Linked DNA regions of Mus musculus: all the other regions are linked to region 1. A link is a contact called in public Hi-C, capture Hi-C and promoter capture Hi-C data. All regions are on one chromosome and are shown on one strand. Each heading gives the region's core, a stretch centred on a gene start, on an enhancer-like site or on the middle of the called end of the contact. The rest is flanking DNA. Distances are from core to core; before and after follow the strand shown. Region 1 holds the start of Tmc6 (transmembrane channel-like gene family 6). Region 2 overlaps Sec14l1 (SEC14-like lipid binding 1). Region 3 has its middle 31 kb from the start of Gm39478. Region 4 holds the start of Mgat5b (mannoside acetylglucosaminyltransferase 5, isoenzyme B). Region 5 holds the start of C1qtnf1 (C1q and tumor necrosis factor related protein 1).

Region 1 (4,643 bases), core at 1,285-3,784:
TGCCCTTGGCAGCAGTAGAAAGAGACTTGCTGACCCTGTTGTGTTCTAGCTCCTGCCCAGCCAGCTGGCTGGGTTACTCAACTCACCATCCTCCTCCAAGATTGTGGAGTCCAGCTCCAGGTCATACAGGCGAAGGCTGGGCCGGGCAGAGGGCACCACATTGCCCAGCAAGGGCCGGCTGCTCCTGCGCCGAAGCCTCACTGTGCGGTTGTAGTATTGGGAGATGATGGCCCCACGGCTGCGACCTTGGAAATCCGGTGGCAGGGTATTAGAGAGGAGGAAGGGGACTAGCCTCATGCCCTTCTGAAAAGTTCTCAGCACCAGGACTGAGGGAAAACCCTTTACCAGAAACCCAAGAGCCTATCCTATCTTCCCTCCCTCCCCCAGCTGTAGCAAGTGGTCATGTTTAGAGTCCAATAATGACCCAGGACTATGCTGAGCTTCAGGCTCCAGCAACAGGAAAGCTGGGAGCCCAGAAGAACTGACTCTGGGTTCACAGACCCCAGCTGGGGTGAAGGCCAGCACAAGGACAAAGGACCCGGCTCACCAATGGTACGGCTGGGCATGCTGGCCAGGATGCGGAGAGTGGCCGAGCTAAGGGCAGGAGCACCTTCAAGTCCTGGGAGGGTCTGGTCACCTCTGCCTAGGGATGAAAAGACGCTGTGGTTCAGCTGTTCTACCTAGCCCACCCCACCCAATCCACTCTTGTAACAAACGACAGCAGATATTCCCAGGTCCTCCACCACACCTGGTCAGAGGGCAGGCCTGGGCTTACCTAGACCCAAGGGCAGTAGCTCCAGCCCCTCCTCCGCCACCCGAAGGCTTTGCTCTTGAATGAGCTGGTGGAAGGAGTCATGGACTTCACTTTCTTCATAGGGGCTGGGCTCCAGGCTACGAGGGAGGAGTGAGTGTGGGAATCCAAACTCAGGCCCGCCCACTTGCAGAATGATTTGCACCAAGGGGTAACACAAATACATTGCAGGCCACCGGCACCAGGGCACTTACCCTTCGTCTCCCGTGGTCTCCGGGACATCGAGGGCTAAAGCCAGTGACTGAGCCATGGCTGTGCTATACCCTGCAGACCTAGGGGAGCTCAGAGACTGGACGCAGCCTGTGGAACCCCATACAGCCCATCTGTTGAGACAAAACCAGCTTTCAATGCTTGGGGGCCATACTTTAGGCACAGACACACATTACAGGAATCCCCACCCTGTACCCCATCCACAGCTAAATTCACAGTTAAAACAAGTGGGCCCAAACATTCCCACCATGACCGGCTGTGGGGGAGTGACGAAAACAGGAAGGAAGGGTGAGGCCGCGGCTCCTCCATTGGTTTCCTAGATGTTGCTAGTACTGGGGGAAAAAGGAGAGGCCTGTAAACACTACCCGTTTCTGGTCTGTTCCCAGGCGAGGGCCCTAGAGCTTCATCATTTTTAGAGCAGCGGCTGAAAGGCTCCGAGGACTTCCCTGTGCCCGCCCTATGACCCCAATGTGCTTTCACCAGCAGGAAGTGCGACCAGGCAGCCGCAAAGTCCTGCCCCCAGCACCGGAGGCAGCGTCCACACACTGGACTCCTCGCGTCCTCCGGAGGCTGACTCCCTACATTCCCAACTCAGCTGAAGGCTGGAGAGAGAAGCTGAGCTGACACAAGCACCCTTTGTCCAGCTCTGTCACCGGGCACAGTTACAACCAGATCGTTGTTAGGGGCTTATTGTTCTCCTGGCCCAGGGCCCTGAGGGAAAGCGCGACGGAAAGAGCAGTCAATCACTTGACTCCTGCAAGATCGCCCTCCAGAAGGCAAGCCCCCGCCCCGCCATGTCCGCCGGTCCTCCCTGCCTTCGCCTAGGGAAGTTTTCTGGAGCTCCCCCGACGGCCAAGAGCCCCACGCAACCCGGACTGGCACCCGGCACGCCCCCGCCTGCGCTGCAGTGGAGCACTGCAGGGAGAGGCCAGGCTGGAGCCGGCGGGAGGTGGCACCGCCCGGGTGGAAAGCAGCCAGGAGAGGTGGTGCCCTTTTAGTTCCAGGGTCCTTTCCCTGGCCACAGTACTTCTCAGGCTCAAGGCCCCGGGCGGGCCCACACCTCTTCTCCTCAGTAGTCTGGGTGCTCCGGAGGCTACGGGCCGGGGCTCCGGATCTGCCTGGGTTCCTGATCTTCAGGTCCTCCTGGGACCAGCCAGGTGTGCGCTGTTCCGGGGCGCACCATCCTGCACCCTGAGCCAGATGGGGAGAGGCCGGGAGCGGCAGTTTCCAGAAACCCGCACCCAAGCTGTCAACTACCTGGCGATAGCAACCGCCCCTACACCGCAGTTGCGCCCCAGCACCAGGGTCCCAGCGCCCCTCTGGGTAGAGGAGCCCCATTCTCCCCAGATTGGCTCACCTGTGCGCGCACCCGCCGCGGGGAACCGAGGTCTCAGCCCCACCAGCAGGAGAATCAGCACACAGTAATTAAGGGTACATAGTTTTGATGGTTTCCAGACTGGCAGCTGGAGGTAGCCTCACCGCCCGCCCACGTGGCACCGGGCCCCAAAGGTCACGTGACTCGTTCCTGCCTACCGGTAGGACCCGCCCATCCAAAACAGTGCCCTGTGCAAGCCAGCCTCAGACTCCACCCCAGCACTCCACCCTCAAGTCTGAGTAAAGTAGGCGTGTCCCACCCACTATTTGGATGTATACAACCCCTAGGTGGAGTCACTAATATTCCTCTTGAGTTTCTAAAGAGGGACGGCATTTCCACGTCCCGGGGTCACTTACCAGTCCCTAGCCTTCCCACGCGGGATTGAGTAATCGCCTCCTCCCAGCCTGGTTAACTGTTCTTTATCAGAGGCTGAGCAAACGAGTTACTGCCCGCTCCGCCCTGGGCGTGGTGTCTGTTTCTAAAGCTAGGGTTAAACTGCTTCCTGCTGTGCCAAGACAGTCAAAGACCTTTCTATTTCACAGATGAGGAAATTGAACCCGAGAAAGTGTCACCAGCCTCCAGGTGTCACCAGCTGGAGCAAGGAACCTGGCCACCAAGATGCTCCATAGAACCGCTTCCCCCAAGTTACAGACAGGGTGACCGGTGACCGTGAGAAGTAGAAGGGAAAAACAAGTCCCCTCCTACACACGAAGGTTAACAGACCCCAGGAAACGTGTGGGATACCGGAAGGAGATGAAGCCTGAGGGGGGAGGGCGACGCTTCTTCGCAGCTGTCTCTCCGTGCCTGGGTGGGTTTACCAAGCGGCGCCTTGGCACCGGAAGTCTTGGTCTGCAGACCCAGCCCTCCTCAGCCCCTAGTTGACTCCTTGCTCTTACTCTGAATTTTGCACGACTTTGGCCCAATTTGAAAGCCATTTCCTGGGGCGCCTTCCTGTGTGAACTTGTTGGGAGTACAGAGCCTGTGGGCAGGGACACAGGCGGAGACTCAGAATCCAGAGCTGAGACAACAAGGTTTTAAAAGAGGTGAACAGGGAGGAAAGGCTAGGGCTCCCAGAACTGGGAACTGGCCAAGATGACTCCTAAAGGTCTAGTCAGTGGATGACGAGTGACGTGCTTGAAGAAGCTGCTTCCTCAGCTCTTAGGTTGGGCTTGGTGCCAGAGCCTGGCCAGGGCATAGCAACAGGGAGGGCAGTGCCTGCCCTTAAGGCGGTCAGTTCAAAAATAACCTGCCAGCCAGTCATAGTGACACAGGCCTTTCTTTAATCCCAGCCTTGGGCAAGTGTCTCTGTGAGTTCAAGGCCAGCCTGCTCTACATGATGAATTCCAAGACAATCAGAGTTACACAGTGAGACCCTGTCTTGAAATAGAACAAAAAGCAAAGAACAAAGCGCCAGGGATCCGGAGAGGCAGCAGCTCCAGTGCTGAGACCATCCACCCATCACTAGCCTGCTCTCTGGGGCGACTGCGGACCGCAGATAAGGGTCCCCGCACCAGGACACGCCTAAGGGCTGGCGGCCAGGAAGGGGGCTTGCAGGAGTGGGAGCACAGAAAAGCAGGTCGGCCTGGTGCCACCCGCGCCTCTCACCTGTGCCCGTGACCCTCCAGGTCGGGAAGTGCACGCAGAGGCAGAGGAAACTGTGAGGAAGGAAGGCGGGAGTGGGTGGAGGGGAGGAGACGCGGTGGGCCCCCACCCCCGGGGTTCCTGTCACGTGACCCCCACCCCACTCCCTCACCACCCTGCCTGGTGTGTCAAGAGCTGGTCTTAGGAGGGGGCTCTTCGGGGAGCTTGGTCCCTTGCCTCTTTGTGAGCTGCTTGCCTTGTGACAATAAGGACGGTGAGAGGGGGAAGAAGGCCAGGGCTATTGCTTCCTTCCGGATGGTTTGGGGGGGGGGGTGTCTTTTCTTTTCTCATGATTGGGGATGTAGCCACGCCTTCTATTCTGGGTCCCTTGAGAAGACCAGAGCAGACCCAGCCTGGACAAAACACACAGAATGGGGCGGGCAGTGACGGTGCTCGCCTTTAATCCCAGCACTTGGGAGTCAGAGACAAGCAGATTTCTGAGTTCAAGGCCAGCCTGGTCTACAGAGTGAATTCTAGGACAGCCAGGGCTACACAGAGAAACCCTGTCTCAAAAAAACAAAACAAACACACACAGAGAGAACGGAGCCCTAGTACATCCAGAGCTGGGGTGTTGCAGGAAGCTAAATTCTAGGAGCTGTCGGGGGT
Region 2 (4,665 bases), core at 1,640-4,139, 620 kb before region 1:
CCCTCCCTCCCTCCCTCCCTCCCTCCCTCCCTCCCTCCCTCATTGTCCAGTCCAGTGCAGGGAACCTTGGACCTTTGTCCCAAGACTCACTCTCCTTCATTCCTTATGTAGGGGCCTTTAGGTAGGCTGCGGTGGAGGGGCCCTGGCTCACTGTTTATTAGGCAGCTGTCAGATTTATCTTGTTGCAAGGCTCAGGGCTTGTCGTGTTTCCTGTGAGTCATTGTTGGAACAGTGAAAGCGACATTCTGCCTTGAGGGATAAGTAAAGTGCCCAGCAGAGGCAGTGCTGCCCAGGCTAGAGGCTGATGTCGGAGTCCCAGGTCTGTCAGCACAGGGGCCAAGGTCCTGGCCAGGCCTGCCTGTGGGGAGCTGCTCTGATGAAGGGAGCGTACTGCATCCATCCTTTAGTGCACCTCCTGCTCTGAGAGGGGCCATTGTGGCTCTTGGATCTGCTGTTACGCCCTTCAGAGGTCATGGAAGGGTTAGGGGAGACAAGGCAGTGGACTGCACAGCCACTCCTGCAGTGCGGCCTCACACCCTCCTCACACACACACCTTCCTTACACATACACCCTCCTCACACACACCCTCCTCACACACACACCCTCCTCACACACACCCCCTCCTCACACACACACCCTCCTCACAGGCCTGCTCTGTCCCTCTTGGACACTTGAGGTGATTCAGGATAAATTCCAGGTTTGGGATTGACACTCTGCATCCCTGGCAGTCACCCCAGGTCACAGCTGATCTCACCACCCACTTGTGTGCGTCCGTTCCCCTCAGCACCTTGTGTGGCAGCTAGCACTGCACTCTGCACTCTGCCCACCCTTCAGTTTGCCGCCTTGGTGCTCCCAGCCTGAGGCAGTTCACTGAGTCTCCCGTCCATGCTTTTTTGATTTGTTGGGAAGTAAGGAGGCTCTCCGGTTGCTAGCGGTCAGGAACACTGCTTGATAGAGTGCTGGATACGTTGGCAGGTGGGCATCTAGATGACTGAGTGACCTGTGGCGAAGAGACGCGCCCATGTGATCTCTCCTACTCTCTGCCAGCTCACACATCTGAGCCAGAGAGCCCCCAGAGAGCCCATTCCTGCCCCAGCGCTCGCTGCCAGGCCCCGTGCCTCAGATTGGTTGCTGAGCGGATCTCTTTCTCCAGATTCTCATTCAGATTGTGGACGCCTCCTCAGTGATCACCTGGGATTTTGATGTGTGCAAAGGGGACATCGTCTTTAACATTTATCACTCCAAGAGGTCTCCCCAGCCACCCAAGAAGGACTCGCTAGGGGCTCACAGCATCACTTCCCCAGGAGGCAACAACGTGCAGCTGATAGACAAAGTCTGGCAGCTGGGCCGGGACTATAGCATGGTGGAGTCTCCTCTAATCTGCAAAGAAGGAGAGAGCGTGCAGGTAAGCCTGCCAGCCAGCACTGCTGCAGACTCTGTCCTGAGAAGGCGGTAGCTGGCCCTCTAGCCCATGTGGCTTCTGCCACCAGAATGGCACAGGTGGTCTGCCTAGTGCCAGAAAGACTCAGGATGCCCCAGGGCACAGAGGAAGGAGAGGCACGAGACCTTAGTAAAGTGTGGGTTTCCCCAGAAGTGCACATGCACCCAAGTGCCAGGTGACAGGGAACTAGGCTTTGCCTCCAGAGGGAAGTCACACAGACAGAAGCAAGAGGGGAACGTGCAGAGGGCACTGTCAGCTCTTGCTAAAACCCATGACATCTCTATACTGCGAGGGTTCCTGTTGGCCCTGTGGCTCTCTCTGTATGCTGGTGCTGGCTCACCTCTGGCACTGAATGCCCACTTACTTCTTTTCCTCCTGCAATGCCTCTGACCACACAGTGGCTGCCCGCTGTCCTCCAGCTGAGGTTTTCAGAAGCCAGCTGCCAGTGCATGCGGTCTGTGATGCAGTGTAAAGGGAGTCTTCCCATCGTAAAAGCTGGCTCTGCCTCTGAATCATTAAACCAGAATGGAAGAAGTCATTGGAACAGATTGCCCCTGTGTGCTAGGAAGGTGACAGGAGTGGCAGAGAAGCTGTTCCCTGACCTAGCTGTCTCTGTCAGAGAGACAGGCCCTTCTGACAGCTCCCACCTGGCCAGGCACTTTCAGCCTGGTACTCTCTAGAGGTTGCAGGTTGCTGAGGGTGGTAGACAAGGTGCATGCTGCCTTCCTAACACCTGACAGACCATCGCATAGGCTGCCTCAGTGGGTGGAAGGGCATCCATCATTAGGCTGTTGGCTCAGGACACCCCTCCCCTTGGTGGAATGTCCTGAGTTGCTGCTGTTCACTGTTGCAGGGGTCCCATGTGACCAGGTGGCCAGGCTTCTACATCCTACAGTGGAAATTCCACACCATGCCAGCATGTGCTGCCACCAACCTACCCCGAGTGGACGACGTGCTGGCCTCCCTGCAGGTCTCCTCCCACAAGTGCAAAGTCATGTACTACACAGAAGTGATCGGCTCTGAAGATTTCAGGTTTGTGCCTGAGAGGGAGGCTCTGGCAGCAGGGACTACTTGTTCACTGCCTGCAGCTCTCCATAGGAAAGGGAGTGTAGCACTTGCTAAGTGCAGTGTCACCCGAGGGGCAAACTACGGATTCCTCCATTGATTCTCATGTCCTGTCCCAACTTTACAAGGGCCGACGGAGGGGGGGGGGGGGGGAGCAGATAGAGATGCTCGCTTGGGGCGGCTCAGAGCAGCTCCTCACTCCTGGTTCTTTGTTGATTACATCTGCAGAGGCTCCATGACCAGCCTGGAATCTAGCCACAGCGGGTTCTCACAGCTCAGTGCCGCCACCACCTCCTCCAGCCAGTCGCAATCCAGCTCCATGATTTCCAGGTAGTGCCGCGAAGCCTGCGCCTGCGCGGAGGGCGGGCGCCCCGGCTGCTGTGCTCCGCCCACCCCAGGATGTGCAGACTCCGCCCACCCCTGGATGTGCAGACTCCTCCCTCTAGATAGCAGCTAGATCTGCAGATGGTCACTAGTCACCTGGTCCCCAGACCATCCTGAGAGGTAGTTTTAACTCTACCCCTAACTTTAACTCAATAGCCATAGATTTTGTATACAGCGTGCACAAAATCAAACCAGAGCACAAGGGCTCTCGAAAGAAAAGTAGTTTATCTACAGTAAGAGACTGACTGGTCTCAGTTGTCGATGCAAAAAATGTTACCAACAAACTCCACCTTGTCCACTAGTGAATGACTTGTGTGACACCCTGCAGAGACTCGCCACCTCCTCCTCCACGGAACCGAAGCTGCAGCAGGCAGCCCTTAAGCTGCAGCGGAGTCCTCTCGGCTCCCTGTTAGTGGAGGTGGCCTGTGGATCCAGAACAGCTCTTGAGGTCCCTTTCCGCTAAGGACTTGGCAGCCTGAGGAGCACCCAGTGCTGGGTCAGAGCCAGCCTGATCCCGAGCAGACACTGCAGCCCAGGAGGGGCTGCCAGGGCTCCTCGTGAATCCTGACAACACCGCCATCATTAAACATTGCTTTCTCTTTCCTCCTCTTCAAATCTTTTGATATTTTTCAGAGCAAAATTTTTCTGTCCGTGAACTTGGTGGAGGGGATGGGGAGGATTCTTTCCCTCTGCTGAGTGCTGCCTTTCCTTCTGCAGGAGGCGGCTCTGTGCCCGTAGCACCCAGGGTCCTCAGTCCTCTCAGAACCCAGGGTCCTCAGTCCTCCCAAAACCCAGGGTTCTCAGCCCTTAGCACCCAGGGTACTCAGTCCTCCCAAAACCCAGGGTTCTCAGCCCTTAGCACCCAGGGTACTCAGTCCTCCCAGCAGCACCCAGAGTCCTCAGTCTTCCTAGCACCCAGGATCCTCAGTCCTAGCACCCAGGGTCCTCAGCTCTCAGCAGGGTGTTTGGAAGCAGTAGGTCACACTTGCCTTTAGAAGTGTGGCAGTGCAAACTCTAGCAATGCTCTCCAGGGGGGTGCATGGCTTGCAGTGGCCTTCGGCATGTGGGTGGATGCTGGGTATGTGTGTAGGTGTTGTGTGTGTGCATGAGGGAGTGGGGTGTAGCTGGGGAGGGGCTGCAGATCTGCACTTGTTCTTCTGCGTTTCATAGAAGCAGGTCAGAGGCTGGGGCTAGTTTGCCTTTTTTCTTCTTTCTTTTTTTTCCCCTGATCTTGACTCCCCAGAGCCTGCTGTTGGAGCAGATCCTTGCTTTACGGCTTTTATGGGGAAAGCATGCTTCTTAGCGAACTGTCTAGAAGTTGCAGGTGGCTGATCTCCAGAGGAGGGGGGCCCAGGATCTACTTGTGTGTGTGTGGTAACAGTGTCTAAAGATGTGTGCCAAATCCGAGTGGCCATGAGAGTGTATGGCGGGAGTGGATGCCTGTGTAGACGCTGCTCTGAGGCTCTGGGTGGCTGGCTGTGCGGTGAGAGCTATGGAGAGGCTGTGGCATGTCAGCAAGCATGAGGAGAGCCGACACAGCAGCCTGGCTTGGCCGATGAGCCCCCTGGCTCCTGGCACCCTGAGCCGTGCTTGAGCCTCTGTTTGGTGGCCTTTCTGGCCCACTGCCATGCCTTTCCTGTCTGTGGGAGCGCTTGTACACAGCACAGCAGGGCTGTAGCTACCGCGTCCATGCTGCTTCCAGTCAGGGCTTCCCAGCTCCGAGTGAAAGGACCTGAAGATGCCCCTGCTCTTTCTCTCTTCTCTCTCCCTTCCCC
Region 3 (4,071 bases), core at 1,386-3,885, 550 kb before region 1:
CTGACTATTCCACATTGGTGAGCTGGAATGTGGCTTCCCCACTCGAAGCCCAGCCGGGTCTGGCTTTTATTTAAACTGGGCCCCTTCTGCCGAGCTGTTTCTCTTTCATTTTCCGGTGTGCCACTTTTCTGTCTGTGATCGCTGTGAATTCAGAGACGCTGGAAGGGTGGATAGTGGGGATGGACTCTGCACAGGGCCAAAGCAAGCTTGTTTATCTATCATCTGGCCTTGGTCTCCTCCTGAAATAGCCTTGCTGGGCCTCCCGGGCTGCTGATTATAGAGGTGGTGTCTCCCAGTGCTTGGAGGAGGTGTATGCACACGTGTGCACCCTCGTGTGTGTGTGTGTGTGTGTGTGTTCTTGGGCCAGAGTGCAGTGTGCATGAGTGCACATGCAACCACGTACTCCTGCAGCCCCCTTAGACCCAATATAGACCCAGCAGGGGTGTGAACAGTTCAGGGAAAGGCATCTCCTTTCCTTAGCCACCCTGGTCAAGTTGTTCCCAGGTTAAATTTCCCAGTTCCTGCTGGGACCATCAATGTCTGAGGTCATTACTGCCCCTTCTGCCTTGAGTGTCATCTGAGTCAGGGGCTGCAGGAGAGTATGGGGGCGGATTTTAGAGATGTAACTCGTACTCCGGATTTGTGTTGTCCTGTGCTCATGATGAGACTGAACCCCACCCCAAAGTGTCATTGGCACCGGGGTATTGGTTACCTCTGAGTGCATGCACAGAGAGGTCCCTGAGAAGCCAAAGGGAAGGAAGAAGACACATCTCAGGTCCCATCTGAGGGATGACCTGTCACCACCAACCCTGGGATTACTGCAATTCTGATGCTGGCCAGGCCTTCACTGAGAGGTGGCCACCTGGTGTCTTGCTGACAGCAGTGTGTCCTGTGATCCTGTCGGGCACAGCACGAAACCCGGGAGGGAAACCTGCTTGTGATCAGCATGATTAGTAGATAGGCGAGGTTTTCTGCCCAGTTTGTAGAGGCAACATGGCAGGGGACACTAGCAGCTGCTTCCGAGGCCTGCACAGGTGGTGATGTATCCTCACCCCACCCCCAGGAAGCCTGGCCCTGCCACCTCCTCGTGACCAGCTGTAAAATGACAGTTGTGTTAGCGGCTGGCTGACAGGGGCCTGCACTTGTCTGTGCGGCTGTACTGGGTTTTGGGTTCAGGGCCTCCTCAACCACTAAGCCACACATGTGTCCAGCCCAGCCTTCATTCTGTGCATGACAGGGCCCAGCCCAGGTAGGTGACAGCAGGGTATTTGAGAGGCTCGCATGAGGGAGAGGTGGTTCCCTTGAGACTCAAGGGTGGAAGCTTGGAGATTCACAGGCTGACCAGAGAACAAAGCAGCCTTTGAGAGCCCTGGATCCTGGCCTTCACCACCCGACCCTCACTGGTGCCCTTAGCCAAGGACAGCGCAGCACCGGACCAGAGCGAGACCTTCTCCTTTTGTTTGTTTTGAGGCAGGTTACCTGGCCCCAATTTCACTGTGTAGTCCTGGATGGTATTGAACTCCCAATCCTGCTGCCTCTATGGTCAGGTTGCTGGGATTACAAACCTGCCGCAGGTTTATGTGATGCTGGGAATGGACCAGGGTACTGTGCCAGGGCCATACACTCTACCAGTGAGCTACATCCTCACGTGGTGCCTTCTCTTAGGATGGGTCACGGCCAAAGACCAGTCCTCCCCTCCCCCTCTTTTTTTTTGGGGGGGCTGTGAATGGAATCCAGGGCCTCAGTTGTGCCTGGAGGTGCTGTACAGTTGCAGTTCTCCCCGACATTTACATTTTCTTTTTTTCATTTTGAGGTGTCGTCTTGCTATGTGTCCCTGGTTGATCTCAAACTCAGGATTACCCTACTTCAGCCTCCTGAGTAACTGGATCTGGGCACAGGCCACCATGCTAGGCATGACTGTCGCTCTAGGAACCCTTCATTTGGATGTATTTTTACAAAAGTTTTCTTAACCAAAACTCAGCCGTAAATGGCCAGACTAGGACAGAAGAGGAAAACCCCCACCCCTCCTCCAGCCTGGTCTTCACCCAGTTGATTAATTAGGGTCAGTTGGAGCCCTAATCCTAACCCCAGTCCCCGGGGAAGTCAGGCTCTTGCCCTGTCCCTGCAGGGTGGCCTTGAGCAGATTACTTTGTGGCTTGCCCTCAGTTTCCTTATCTGTAGAGTGAGACTGAGTCCCTCCCCTTGGTGGGCTTCTGAGGTTTTGGTGTGCACTTGGCTGGCTCCCCGTTTCCAGCTGGCTGTGCTGTATCCTGCCATTCTGTCTCAGTGTCAGATGCTATGAAAGCTGCCTCCTTCCATCCCTGCTTCCACGCTGGGAGGCTGTGGGCCAGGGCACTCCAGTGGATGGAGACCTGGCTGGCTGGATGCCCCAAGGACTGGTGGCTGAAGCCGGTCCAGCCCTGCTGCCCAGGAGGTGTGGTCAAGGGTGTGGTCTTGCCCTGGTTGGGGCCATGGGACCTTCTAGCCGCAGGGAAGAGGTTCAGGGCTTGAGTGGGCATCCTTAGCTCTGCCCTGTCCTTTCTTTTCCTTTCCGCTCCCCCTCCCACCTTGTGGGGCTGGCCCGGGGTCCTCTCAGAGATTTCCCCAGGCAAATGCTTCAGGCTCCTCAGCAGGGCTGGCATGAGTCACTGAGCAGAGACAGGCCCCAGAGGCACGGGATGCTGCGTTCTCAGCCAAGGGTCGGCGTGGTTTCTCTTTTCAGTCTTCTGGATTGGCTTTGTGGCTCTTAGAAATTAAGCAGTTTTATCTTGTTCCAAGCGCTTGTGTTTCAGCACGGGGTGGGGAGAAAGAGAGAGAGAGAGAGAGAGAGAGAGAGAGGCTGACTCTCTAAAAGGGAGCTTTCTACTCAGCCAGGGGACAAGGAGAGGACAGGGAGGGTGAGAAAGGCTAGGCCAATGGGGCAGTCACAGACAGGGATCATGGGAGACACTGCCCAGTAAGGAATCCACACATGGCTCTCTGCAAGGGTCCAACTGCCCTGGCATTGGATGTATGCTCCTGGCTGGGGTCTGGTTTGTGTAGTGAGACACCAGGGTCCCAGGTCTTCTCTGCCACGGGGCAGGCAGACAACCGGGGCTCTCTGGAGGCTCACTGCCCCATTCAGTCCTCTCATCTCCCACCTCTGGGCTGGCCGCAGAGCCTCTGGCGGGCTCCAGCTGTGACTGATGGATTGCTGTGACTTTGCTTAGCTCTGCAGGTCAGAAATCAGAAGCAGAACGAGCTGGGCAGGGCTAGCTCCTTCTGAAGCTCCAAGCAGCTCTTGGCCCAATGCTTTCCCAGCTCCTGGTGGCTCCAGCAGCGTCGGCTTTCTTGGCTTCTGCCTCTGCTGTCTCGTGACCGGCTTCTCTCAGATCTCCCTCTGCCTTTCTAAAAATGAGGATATTTAAGGCCTCTGGGCAGCTGGGATGATCACAACTTAAGCCACCACATTCTATCCACAAAAAGCCTTTCCTTTTTTTTTTTTCCTTTCAAGAAAAAAAAAAAAAAGAGTCTATCTGTGTTTGTGTACATTTGCCCTGACACGTGTGGAGGTCAGAGGACAACTTGAAGAAATCTGTTCTCTGTTTCCATCATTTGGGTGCAGAAACAGAATTCACGTCATCAGGCTTAGTGACAAGCACCTTTACCAGTTGAGCCATATAGCTTGCCCAAGAGCCTTTTCTCCCAGACACTGCTCTCTGTGTTGGGGGGGGATAGACGTATGGGGTGGTAGGGGTATGGGGATATGGGGTGTGAGAGTACCAGAGTAAGAGTCTGGGGTGGTAGGCGTTTGTGGGGGACACCATTCTCCCTGTGTAGCTGGTGTTGGGCTGGTTATAAGACTAGTAATAGTTGAGGTGGCCTTGAACCCCTGATGGTCCTGCCTCCGCCTATCAAGTGCTGGGATTACAGGTGTGTGCCTTCACACCAGGCTCTGCCCATTTTTGAGTCAAGTTGCTTTGTTATTGAGTTGAGGGAGCTCTTTATATATGCTGGTTATTAGATCCTTATTTGATCTATCCTGTCGGTACTTTCTCCTGCTCCGTGGACAGTTGTTACCCTCACAGCACC
Region 4 (4,423 bases), core at 725-3,224, 860 kb before region 1:
TCAGAGAGGCATAAACAACCCCCCTTGAGCTTGGGGAGATGGGAGGTGTCAGGTCAGAAGAGACATTCTTTTGTGTGTGTGTGTGTCATGTGTGCATGTGTGAGGTCACATGTATGCCATGATGCAAGTGTGAAAGTCAGGGGATGTGAGAGAGTGGGCTCTTTTCTTCTACCTTGTAGGTCCTGAGGTCACCAGTCTCCCCATGCTGAGCCATCTCTCAGCATGCTCAGCATCTCTCATCTCTCTGGACCACATTCAAAGTTCTTGACTTTGAAGAGCCAGCAGAGCCTTCGTGGTCTTAAGACGTTCAGGCTGGATCAGCACTACCCAAAACCAGACAGGCACGACTCTGGTCAGGAAGTGCCCCAAAGCCTTGGGTACCGAGTATAAGACAGTCTGTGATGGTGAGTCTCCTCCCCAGCTCAGGAGAAAGCCCTTTGCTCTGGCTAGTTTTTCGTTGTTATTGTTGTTGACACAAGCAGGACTTACCAGTTTAGAAACTGTCTTCTATCATAGCGGTCTACAGGCAAGCCTGTGGGCATGTTCTTGATTAATAATGTAGGAGGTCCCAACTCACTGTGCTGGTGCCGCCCTGGGCAGGTGGTTCTGGGTGGTGTAGAAAGCAGACGGGAGCCTTGGAGAGCAAGTCTGTAAGCAGCACTCCCCCACGGCCTTTGCACACACCCACCCACACACACCCCCACAGTCTCTCTGTCAGCTCCCGCCTTCAGGTTCCTGCCTTGTGTTTCTGCCCTGACTTCCCTTCATGATTGACTGCCAGGGGAAAGTGTTAGCCAAGCATAGCCTCTCTTCCCAAGTTGCTTTTGGTCAGGATATTTATCTCGGCAACAGAAACCTAATTAGGACACCCGTGTTTTCTTCCATCTTAACCTGGTTCCATCCAAGCACCCTGGCATCCCCAGGCCCTTTGCAGCTTTCTCTGCCTCCCTTGAGCCTTTCCTTACCAGCGGTGACTGCTTTGTCTGCTTCTCCACCAGCGTTCACCTGTTACCTAGTTGCCTTACTCCCGCCAACGAGAAAACAGGCGATAAATTGGTGTTGGCGAATTGATGTGTTCGCTCGCTCGCTAGGTAGCACATTTGCATTGAGCAAGGGCAGTCTGACCGTGCCTCAGTGAAAGAGTGACGGATGGAGGAGGGAAATTCGGGCACTCCAGCCAGCTGGCTAAGGAAATGTCTGAGGGCGATGGGGTCTCTGCTGGGCCTCTAAATCATGCATCTTGTCTGGGTGCCTCCAGCTGCCACAAGCCTGGGTGATAATTTCATTCCTGGCTGTCAAGACCAAACTCACATCAACTCTAAGTGAGGAAGTGACAGGACAGTACACACACACACACACACACACACACACACACACGCAGGGATGGTGTGCGCAGGGCTCAACAATGCTAAAATTTAAGCCTGTGGGTTTGGGAATTGACTTTAAAGAGCCTTGGTGAGCTTTTTGGTCATTAGTTGTATACTAGAAAGCCCGTTAACTCAGTGATTGAGAGGGTCCAAGGCTAGACCTCAGGCATACAGCTGACGGCTCCTGGCATGAATGCCACAGCCCCAGTTTATTATAGGCAAGTGAGAAGTGGGAGGACTCGGGGAGTTTCTCAGGGTGGGTGGGTGTTGCCGAGAGAATCAGCGGGTGAGAAGCCATAGGTACGGAAGCTCTTGGGGGTGGTAGTGGTGGCTCGTGCTCTGCAGGAGAGACAAGGGTCCCCTCTCCGCGCCCCATCTCCCCTGCGCGATGCAGTTACCGGAGCAGCCTCGGCTCTCCGGTCTGCTGGATGCCCTAGGAAGTTGCATGGTCCAGGGAGGGGCGCAGAGCCATGGCTCCCGCGCTCGCGTCCCCCTCCTCCTCGCACAGCCCGGGGAGGGAGCGCAGCGAGACTGCGGCCACCAGATGGCGCTCAGGCGCCGAGGAAACGCGAGGCCGCTCCCGGGCCGCCTCCTCAGAGGGAACAATGCGGCGCCTCGGGTTGTAGCGCCGCGCGGGAGCCCGGAGCCCGGAGCGCGGGTGGCCGAGCGACCGAGCGGGCGAGCGGGCGGGCGAGGACGAAGGCAGGCGAGCGCGCAGCCGTTCCTTCCCAAAGCCATGGGCGCGGCGCTGCGCGCGGCTGCAGAGCGGCGCGGCCGGAAGGTGCGGGGGGCCGGGGTGCGGGCCTGGGGCCGCCTCTAGCCGGCTCTGAGGGCGCGGGCCCCGGGAATGAGGGCGCCCGCCGCGGGAAGCCCGTTTGCGCGCCGCGGCGCCGTCCCGCCCAGCCAGCGAGCCTAGCAGGCAGACGCGCGGCCGGCGATCTGGGGGCGCGCCGCCTCGCCTTCCCCAAAATGTGAATCGGGGAGGGCGGAGACGCAGAGAGCGCCCGGCCCCAAGCTCTCGCCGAACCCCTGCCCTGCGCGCCCAGGCCGCGCCGTGCCCCGCGCGGGGCTGCAGAGCCACCGTGCCCCGCGCTCCCTCGGTGCTGCGACCCCCCGGCTTCGGCCCGCAGCGGCTTCGTGGTTCCCGAGGCGGTCAGAGCCGGGCCCAGGACGGTGCGTCCGGCCTCGCCCCCGGCTTCTCGCCCAGACAAGTTTGAACAATGATCACAGTCAACCCAGATGGGAAGATAATGGTCAGAAGATGCCTGGTCACCCTGAGACCCTTTCGGTAAAGTTCTCTACTGGTTGGCGCAGGGAGGTCAAGACCTCCCCAAGGGGACTCATGGTGGAGCTGGGCGAGGTCGGTCCCCTCAGGGGGTGCGAGTTCGGGTGGCAAAGGAGGTTCGCGAGTCTATTCTCGATGAGGGCCATGGGGATGGGAAGACGGAATTAGATAGGGTTGGGGTATGTGTGTGTGTGGGGGGGTGCGGGTCTGGATCTTTCTTGAGTTGACCAAGATTGGAACGATATCAGGTATAGAGAGGTGAGCATGGAGTCAGAAAACACCAAGATCAAGGTCCTGGGCTCCAAAGTGGCCCCAGCCAGCAAGTCCCTTTCCTGCCCCTTGCGGTCTTTTTCATCTCTTGTCGGTCCTATCTGAGCTGCGAAGTTACTGTGGGGTGCCTAGGAAGCACCCCTGGTGTCCCGCCTGTCTCCTAGGTCGGCCCGCCCATCCTCTGCCTAGTTCATCCCCCTTCCTCTCCCCCTCCCTCCCCCTGCATCTCACTCATCTTCCTGGTGGGGGACAAACCTGGGTCTGACAGGAACGTCCCCAAGATTGGGGCAAGGACCCCCTTCTGCTAGGGATTCACTCCCAATCGCGGATCTCCAACAGACTAGATAGGCATAGCAGGTGCATGGAACACCTCCCTCCCTCCCTCCCTCCCTCCCTCCCTCCCTCCCTCCCTTCCCGTGGACAGTCCTGGCCAGGCAGGGGTGCAGTTTGTGAGAGACTCGCTAAGACCTGTTGGTCCAAGAAGGGACCCCACTTCCTTCCCCCAGACTCCAGCAGAGCTAGGCCCCGAGGCCAGACTAGGGGAGAGGGTGTCTGGGAGGCCTGAAGTACTGCCTTGTTTGGCAGCTGGGCTTCAGAAGACACAGAGGGAGAGATGGGCACCGTTGTGGGGGTGGGACTCGGGACTAGGCCACAGGTGGAGTCCGATCATAAACCTTAAGGCAGGTGCTGGCTTTTCTCCCAGGTTCTGGGTTGATCCCCGGTACCTCCAGACAACCTCCTGTACCCAGCTGGGTTGGGGCTGAGGTGATGTGGCCCACCTGCCTCTTGCCATCAGCATGCTGGGCCAGTTCTGTGGGGGCTGAGATGGCAGCCTCTGGGGACAGCAGCAGTCAGGTTGTCTGTGTGAATGCAAAGGTCTGTAGAGCCGGAGGACTGAGGGCAGGGTTTTGAAGTGTCTCAGAAATCCCTGGCCTAAGATGCCCAGGGAAAGACTCTGGCTTTTCCAGAGCTATACTGGATTCCTGCAACTTGAGAGGGTTCTGGCTGGTCCCAAATCCCTAGTCAGCTTTGTAGCCCGCTGGAACCCCCCCCCCTTACCTCCCCCCCTCCCCCGTTTCTGAAGTCAGGACCTGGTGTAATGACTGCAAGCAGCGGTCTCCAGCACCACAGACAGCGCCCTCAGCCCTAAGCCCGCCCTGAGCCCGCTTTCCCTCCTGTGTGCCTGAAGACAGGATTCCCAGATCAGTTGCCACTCACTCCCAACCCTTTAACTTCACCTCCTGTCTAGGCTGGTGGAGACCCTTAGCAACCAGTCTTCTTCAGGCCCCCTCAGAACTTTAGATTGAAGGCCAGGGGCAGCTATCTGATTACATCACCCTAACTTCATTTATCCCCAAGGGAGGTCTGGGAATGCTGTCTCTAGCAGAGTTCTTGGCCAGGCCTTTATTTTATAGGTGCCCCTGAGATGTTACCTGTGTGGTTGAGACCATCATATGTATTATACATGACTACTGCTTTTGGGGTTCCCTGGACTCCAAGT
Region 5 (4,331 bases), core at 1,658-4,157, 650 kb after region 1:
TCAGAAAGAAGAATGGGGAGATGGCACACACACACACACACACACACACACACACACACGGTAATTCTGTTTGTTTGATTACTTATTGAGACAGTGTCTAACTGTGTATCTCTGGCTGGTCTTGAATTTGCTAAATAAACCAGGTTGGCCTCAAACTCACAGGGTTCCATCTATCTCTGCCTCTTAAGGGCTGGAATTGAATGCATGTACCAGCATACCTGGTTAATACATGCAACTGCAAAAGGAAACCAGAAACTAAAAACAGAAGCGAGCTAACCAAACCCCACCCCAAATCTCCCAAATACAAAACAACCTGAAGTCTTGGTCTCCCCGAGTTTGACATAAACTTAATAGTACAATGTGACTTGAACTGTCCTGAAACCACATGACCTTCATGTATTGCCCTGAAGAATGGTCAGGGCTGCTCCAGGTCCCCTGCATTAGCCGCTTTCTGGGAAATCTCCATCTCACTCTGGTTCATCTGGCCCAGTTGATTCCAGATTAGAGACACCGAGTCCAGCTTGGCTTTGTCCATGAGGCACCAATCCTGTGAGTTTGGAAACCAGTTGGGTGGATGCAGAACTTCCTGTTGGAATGAGCCAGCTGCGGAGTTGACCATCATCTGGTGAATCTCTAAACCTTTCTTCTGCTTTTGACCCCCAGGTTGGCATCTCAGAATTACATTAGAGAGTGCTGCTTTCCCAACCTCCATCCTAAATCCATCTTGGGTGTGTGTGTCCCTCTCCTGAGTCACATGCCCAACTGTATGAATCCTGCTGTACTGCTCTGAGCCAGGTTTTCACTAAGCTGAGTCTTCTGGGTGGGACCATGATAAAAAGCAATGCTGCATTCTCTCCTCACAAGATTTCCAAGACTCTTTGTTGACCCTGCAGCAGCCCTGGACAGGGGGTGTGGGGTTAAGGGTCCCTCTTGCTTCTGCTGCCTGCTCTCCCTGGCATCTCTACTGTGAAAGATGTTGGGGACAGAGAGACAAGGGACAGGCTGGGTCCATGTGCTGGGTGGGAAGCGGCATGTCACTTACAGGAATGAGGGGAATCTTGTCTTTGCCTTTTCCTATATAGATAACCAAGGATGCAATTTGCTCAGTCTTAGATATTTGCCAAGCAACAGGAACTCTCCTCAGGGCTGCTAGGTTGGGGCTGGCCACATCTCTGGTGGAACACATCTATGTATTCTTGAAGGCGTCCTTAAGTGCTCCGCCGGGTACCAGAGGGCCAGCAATGTCTTTCCTTCTCATGAGTTGGCACTTGGATTTGGAATTTCTGGAGAAGCCTGTGGGAATTCACAGACTTCTGCCTGACGTCAAATCCTCCCTCTTCTCCTTCCATCCTGGGCCATTCTGGGATTTGACGTCTGCCTTTCTATGCCCAGCCTTGGGAGGAGATGATGGGGGCACTGGCTTGCACCCCTTCTCTTCCCCTTTCGATTCTGTTGGCCCTTCTTTATGCTGGCACAGCAAAGAGTAGAAAAGTGCAGCCTGTTTGTTTTGCCTGGGCTATCCCAAACCAGCATCTCCTGCCTAGAGAGAGGAGGGAGGAAAGGAGGGGTGGGAGGGGGAGGAAGGGTGGGGAGGGGAGGCAGAGAGGGGAAGGAAAGAGGGAGGGAGAAAAAGAGGAGAGAGGAAGGGGTAAAGGGAGAAAAATGGAGAGAGGGAGAGAAGGGGAAGGGAGAAGGGGGGGAGATGGGGGGAGAGAAAGAGGGAGGAGGGAGAAAGGGGGAGAGGGAGGAGAAAAGAAAGGGGAGAGGAAGAGGGGGAGAAGGGGGGAGAGAGGGGGAGAGGGAGGGGGAGGGAGAAGGCGCTCTCAGAGTCTGATGTCACCAGGGTAGTTTCATATCTCAGTTCAGATCCTCTCTCTTTTAGAGTTGTAATAAGATCCCAGAGCAAGCTTTCTGACTCAGTGTTTGGGGATGGAGGCTAGGAGGGACTGATCTGTAGAAGCCTGGGACATGATCCCCACAGGAGGAGACTCACGAGGGCATGTGTGTAAGATTAAGGAATGTCCAGAGCAGAGTGCTGGCCCAGCACCACACTCCAGGGCTTCACTGGAGGACCTGGACCCTCCAGATGCTGCCTGCCCACCTTTGCCTCATAGGGTTCTCTAGACTCTTAGCAACTGAGTGATCCCCTTCCAATACATACTTGCATGAACACACAACCTGCCATTTTGCTACAAAGGAATCATGGATACCAAATTTACCCTCGGTCCCTGGAGTACAAGTAGCCCTGATGGCAAGGGTCTCAGATGGGACCACTGCTGGGACTCACACACCTAAATCAATGCTCCTACCACCAATTGAGATTCTCTGCCTTTTTGCAGGTCTCTGTCCTGCATGGAATATCCTCGTCCTGGGCTCACAGCCACCTTCACATCTGGAAAGACCTCTAGATAAACAGAAGCGTCCACCTCCATCCCCTTCTAGCCTGTGCCAGCTCCCTGGGGCGTCCAGAAGTAGGGACAGCCAGTCAGCCAGCCAGCCAGCCGGGCACACACACAGTTAATTCTTGGCGGCTGCTGTTTGGATAGAAAGCACTAGGAGCGGTCTAGGCTCCTCCACAACTCACATCTGGCTGGGGTTGGCGCTTTGTATTGGTCCCTCTTTCTTCCTCTCTTCCTCTACTTCTGAGAGAAACCACGTTTCCGTTTCTGGCCAAAGAGACCTTGGAGGCAGCTGAGGAGATAAAGGTGTTGGGACTGCTGTGCCTTGCACCTCCCCCTTTCCTCCTCCTTAAGTGTTTCCCCCTGGGGGACTTTTTTCTCCCTCGGGCTCTCTCTCTCTCTCTCTCTCTCTCTCTCTCTCTCTCTCTCTCTCTCTCTCTCTCTCTCTCTCTCTCTCTCTCCCTCCCTCCCTCTCTCTCTCTCTGCTTTGACACGTCTGTGCTTCCCCTCCTGACCTAGCCTAGAAGGCTCAGCCCCTGGGAGATGCTCTAAGAGACGCCTCCCCGAGAGCCCTGAGAGGCTGGAGGATTTCATTGCACAGCCGGCTCAGCTGGAAGGAGGTAGGTGGCTTGGACAGACCGGGAAGGACTCCCATGCCTCTGAGCTCCGTCTTCGTGGCTTCATCTGGGTGCCCAGGCGTGACTGAGTAGACGCTTTCTCTGGAGTGAGATGTGATGTGGACTTACAGCAAAGGGGCAGACAGAGCAGGGCAGAAGTTTTGGGGACAGCATTGAGTTATTCTTGCTAATTCCCCCTGCACAGATTGGCTGTGCAGAGAGGCAGCTTGTTGGGGCTCCCTGGAGCGTGCAGGGGGCGGGCTCTTTAGCGGGTAGGATGCTGACAGGACCAACTATGCATTCTTCCACTGTTTTGTGGGGTGTCTCTCTTTTACCCGGATGCTCTTTAGAGGGTGTGGAAGGAGAAAGAGCAGCTCTGTTCCCAGCTTGTGCCACCCCATGCCTGTCCGTATCACCTGGGACAGCTAGGATCAGGTCTGTCCCATCTGTCAGTGGTCAGCTGGAACCCCAACACTGAACAGGAAGTGTGGACTCTGGCCCCTTCTTCTAACAGCCTCGCTGTTCCTGGAGGACATCCAGTTTGGGCAGGAAAAAACAAATATCCCTTCTCCTTGGACCTTCCTGGGAAGGAAAAAAGCTGCCTATGGTGCTAAGAGTAGCCCTGAGCTAGGGCTGGCTGCAGACTCTAAGATGCCCCAGGACCTTTGTTCAGCCTGTGTCCACCTAGACTCACAAGTCTGGGCATCTCTGTGGGTGAAGATGTAACTTACAGGTTAACCTGAGTCCCACCCCATCTATTCATGCACCCACCCAGGCTGCTCCCTGCCCTGGAGAGCCTCCTCCCATCCAGCTACTCCTGGCTCCACCCTTGTCTCTGGGAAGGGTGAGAGGGAGCTGCCTCTCCGACTCCTTCTGTTCCTGTGACCTGTTTCTTGGAATGGAGACCACAGAACATGATTCTTCAGCTTTGACAACAGGGTTCGGCATGTGGATCAGACGCAGGGTGTGTAGTGCCTAGCGTGTGAAAGGTCAGGGGTTGCTTCTCCAGTACTGGAAACAGCCACAACCAAATACCAACTTTAATTTTCACGGAATATGTTGGCTCAAGACTGTGAGGCAGAAAGGCTGCGGCTAGCCTGAGCCTAGCCTGAGCCATCCTGAGCCAGACAGCATGGTCTGACAGAGACCATGAGTGAGATGCAGTTTCAAAGTAACCAAAGGAAAATAGAGTGAGATGCAGTTTCAAAGTAACCAAAGGAAAATAGAGTGAGATGCAGTTTCAAAGTAACCAAATGAAAAGGAAAACAACAATGAAAAAAAAAAAAAAAGGAAAAACTGAGAAATGTCATTGGGA

What was found. Promoter capture Hi-C pulls out the DNA fragments that hold promoters and counts their contacts. A called contact is a pair of places that touch in the nucleus more often than the background predicts. Capture Hi-C pulls out chosen DNA fragments and counts their contacts.
Region 2: a contact with region 1 is called in a promoter capture Hi-C map of embryonic stem cells, with 3 times the contacts expected there. The contact joins the enhancer-like site here to the promoter of Tmc6 in region 1. A contact is called at or near these places in 2 of 39 promoter capture datasets (cranial neural crest and embryonic stem cells), 1 of 484 Hi-C or Micro-C datasets (embryonic stem cells), 1 of 115 datasets of contacts at active chromatin or transcription factors (pancreatic cancer cells) and 1 of 9 other capture datasets (embryonic stem cells).
Region 3: a contact with region 1 is called in a Hi-C map of uterus, with 4 times the contacts expected there. The contact joins the enhancer-like site here to the promoter of Tmc6 in region 1. A contact is called at or near these places in 4 of 39 promoter capture datasets (cranial neural crest, embryonic stem cells and neural stem cells), 1 of 484 Hi-C or Micro-C datasets (uterus), 10 of 115 datasets of contacts at active chromatin or transcription factors (T-cell acute lymphoblastic leukemia, embryonic basal ganglia, embryonic forebrain and 7 more) and 2 of 9 other capture datasets (embryonic stem cells and pancreatic islet).
Region 4: a capture Hi-C map of macrophages shows a contact between it and region 1, with 6 times the contacts expected there. The contact joins the promoter of Mgat5b here to the promoter of Tmc6 in region 1.
Region 5: a promoter capture Hi-C map of liver shows a contact between it and region 1. The contact joins the promoter of C1qtnf1 here to the promoter of Tmc6 in region 1.

Annotation. Positions count from the first base shown.
Region 1 is chr11:117,778,158-117,782,800 of GRCm38.p6, forward strand. It overlaps Tmc6 (transmembrane channel-like gene family 6), which reads right to left and starts at 2,535. Exons shown (of 20, transcript NM_145439.3): 1 at 2,379-2,535; 2 at 1,006-1,134; 3 at 776-891; 4 at 548-643; 5 at 87-245. The coding sequence starts at 1,061. It overlaps Tmc8 (transmembrane channel-like gene family 8), which reads left to right and starts at 4,140. Exons shown (of 16, transcript NM_181856.2): 1 at 4,140-4,251. Gm11723 (a long non-coding RNA gene) reads right to left here. Exons shown (of 3, transcript XR_003949820.1): 3 at 4,498-4,643.
Region 2 is chr11:117,154,067-117,158,731 of GRCm38.p6, forward strand. Sec14l1 (SEC14-like lipid binding 1) reads left to right here. Exons shown (of 16, transcript NM_001166506.2): 14 at 1,154-1,405; 15 at 2,295-2,473; 16 at 2,735-4,665. The coding sequence ends at 2,840. Among named protein-coding and RNA genes, the nearest start is that of Sec14l1, 41 kb to the left of the region's middle. Within about 2 kb of position 2,890, at least 57 of the 459 cell types and tissues checked have an H3K27ac peak or open chromatin away from gene starts, as enhancers often do. A contact at or near this core is called in embryonic stem cells, where this site is marked.
Region 3 is chr11:117,232,981-117,237,051 of GRCm38.p6, forward strand. It overlaps a transcript of Septin9 not described here. Among named protein-coding and RNA genes, the nearest start is that of Gm39478, 31 kb to the right of the region's middle. Within about 2 kb of position 2,636, at least 80 of the 459 cell types and tissues checked have an H3K27ac peak or open chromatin away from gene starts, as enhancers often do. A contact at or near this core is called in pancreatic cancer cells and uterus, where this site is marked.
Region 4 is chr11:116,916,889-116,921,311 of GRCm38.p6, forward strand. Mgat5b (mannoside acetylglucosaminyltransferase 5, isoenzyme B) reads left to right here and starts at 1,975. Exons shown (of 18, transcript NM_172948.3): 1 at 1,975-2,655. The coding sequence starts at 2,588.
Region 5 is chr11:118,425,550-118,429,880 of GRCm38.p6, forward strand. C1qtnf1 (C1q and tumor necrosis factor related protein 1) reads left to right here and starts at 2,908. Exons shown (of 4, transcript NM_001204129.1): 1 at 2,908-3,019. It overlaps Gm35598 (a long non-coding RNA gene), which reads right to left and starts at 2,812. Exons shown (of 3, transcript XR_880340.2): 1 at 2,585-2,812.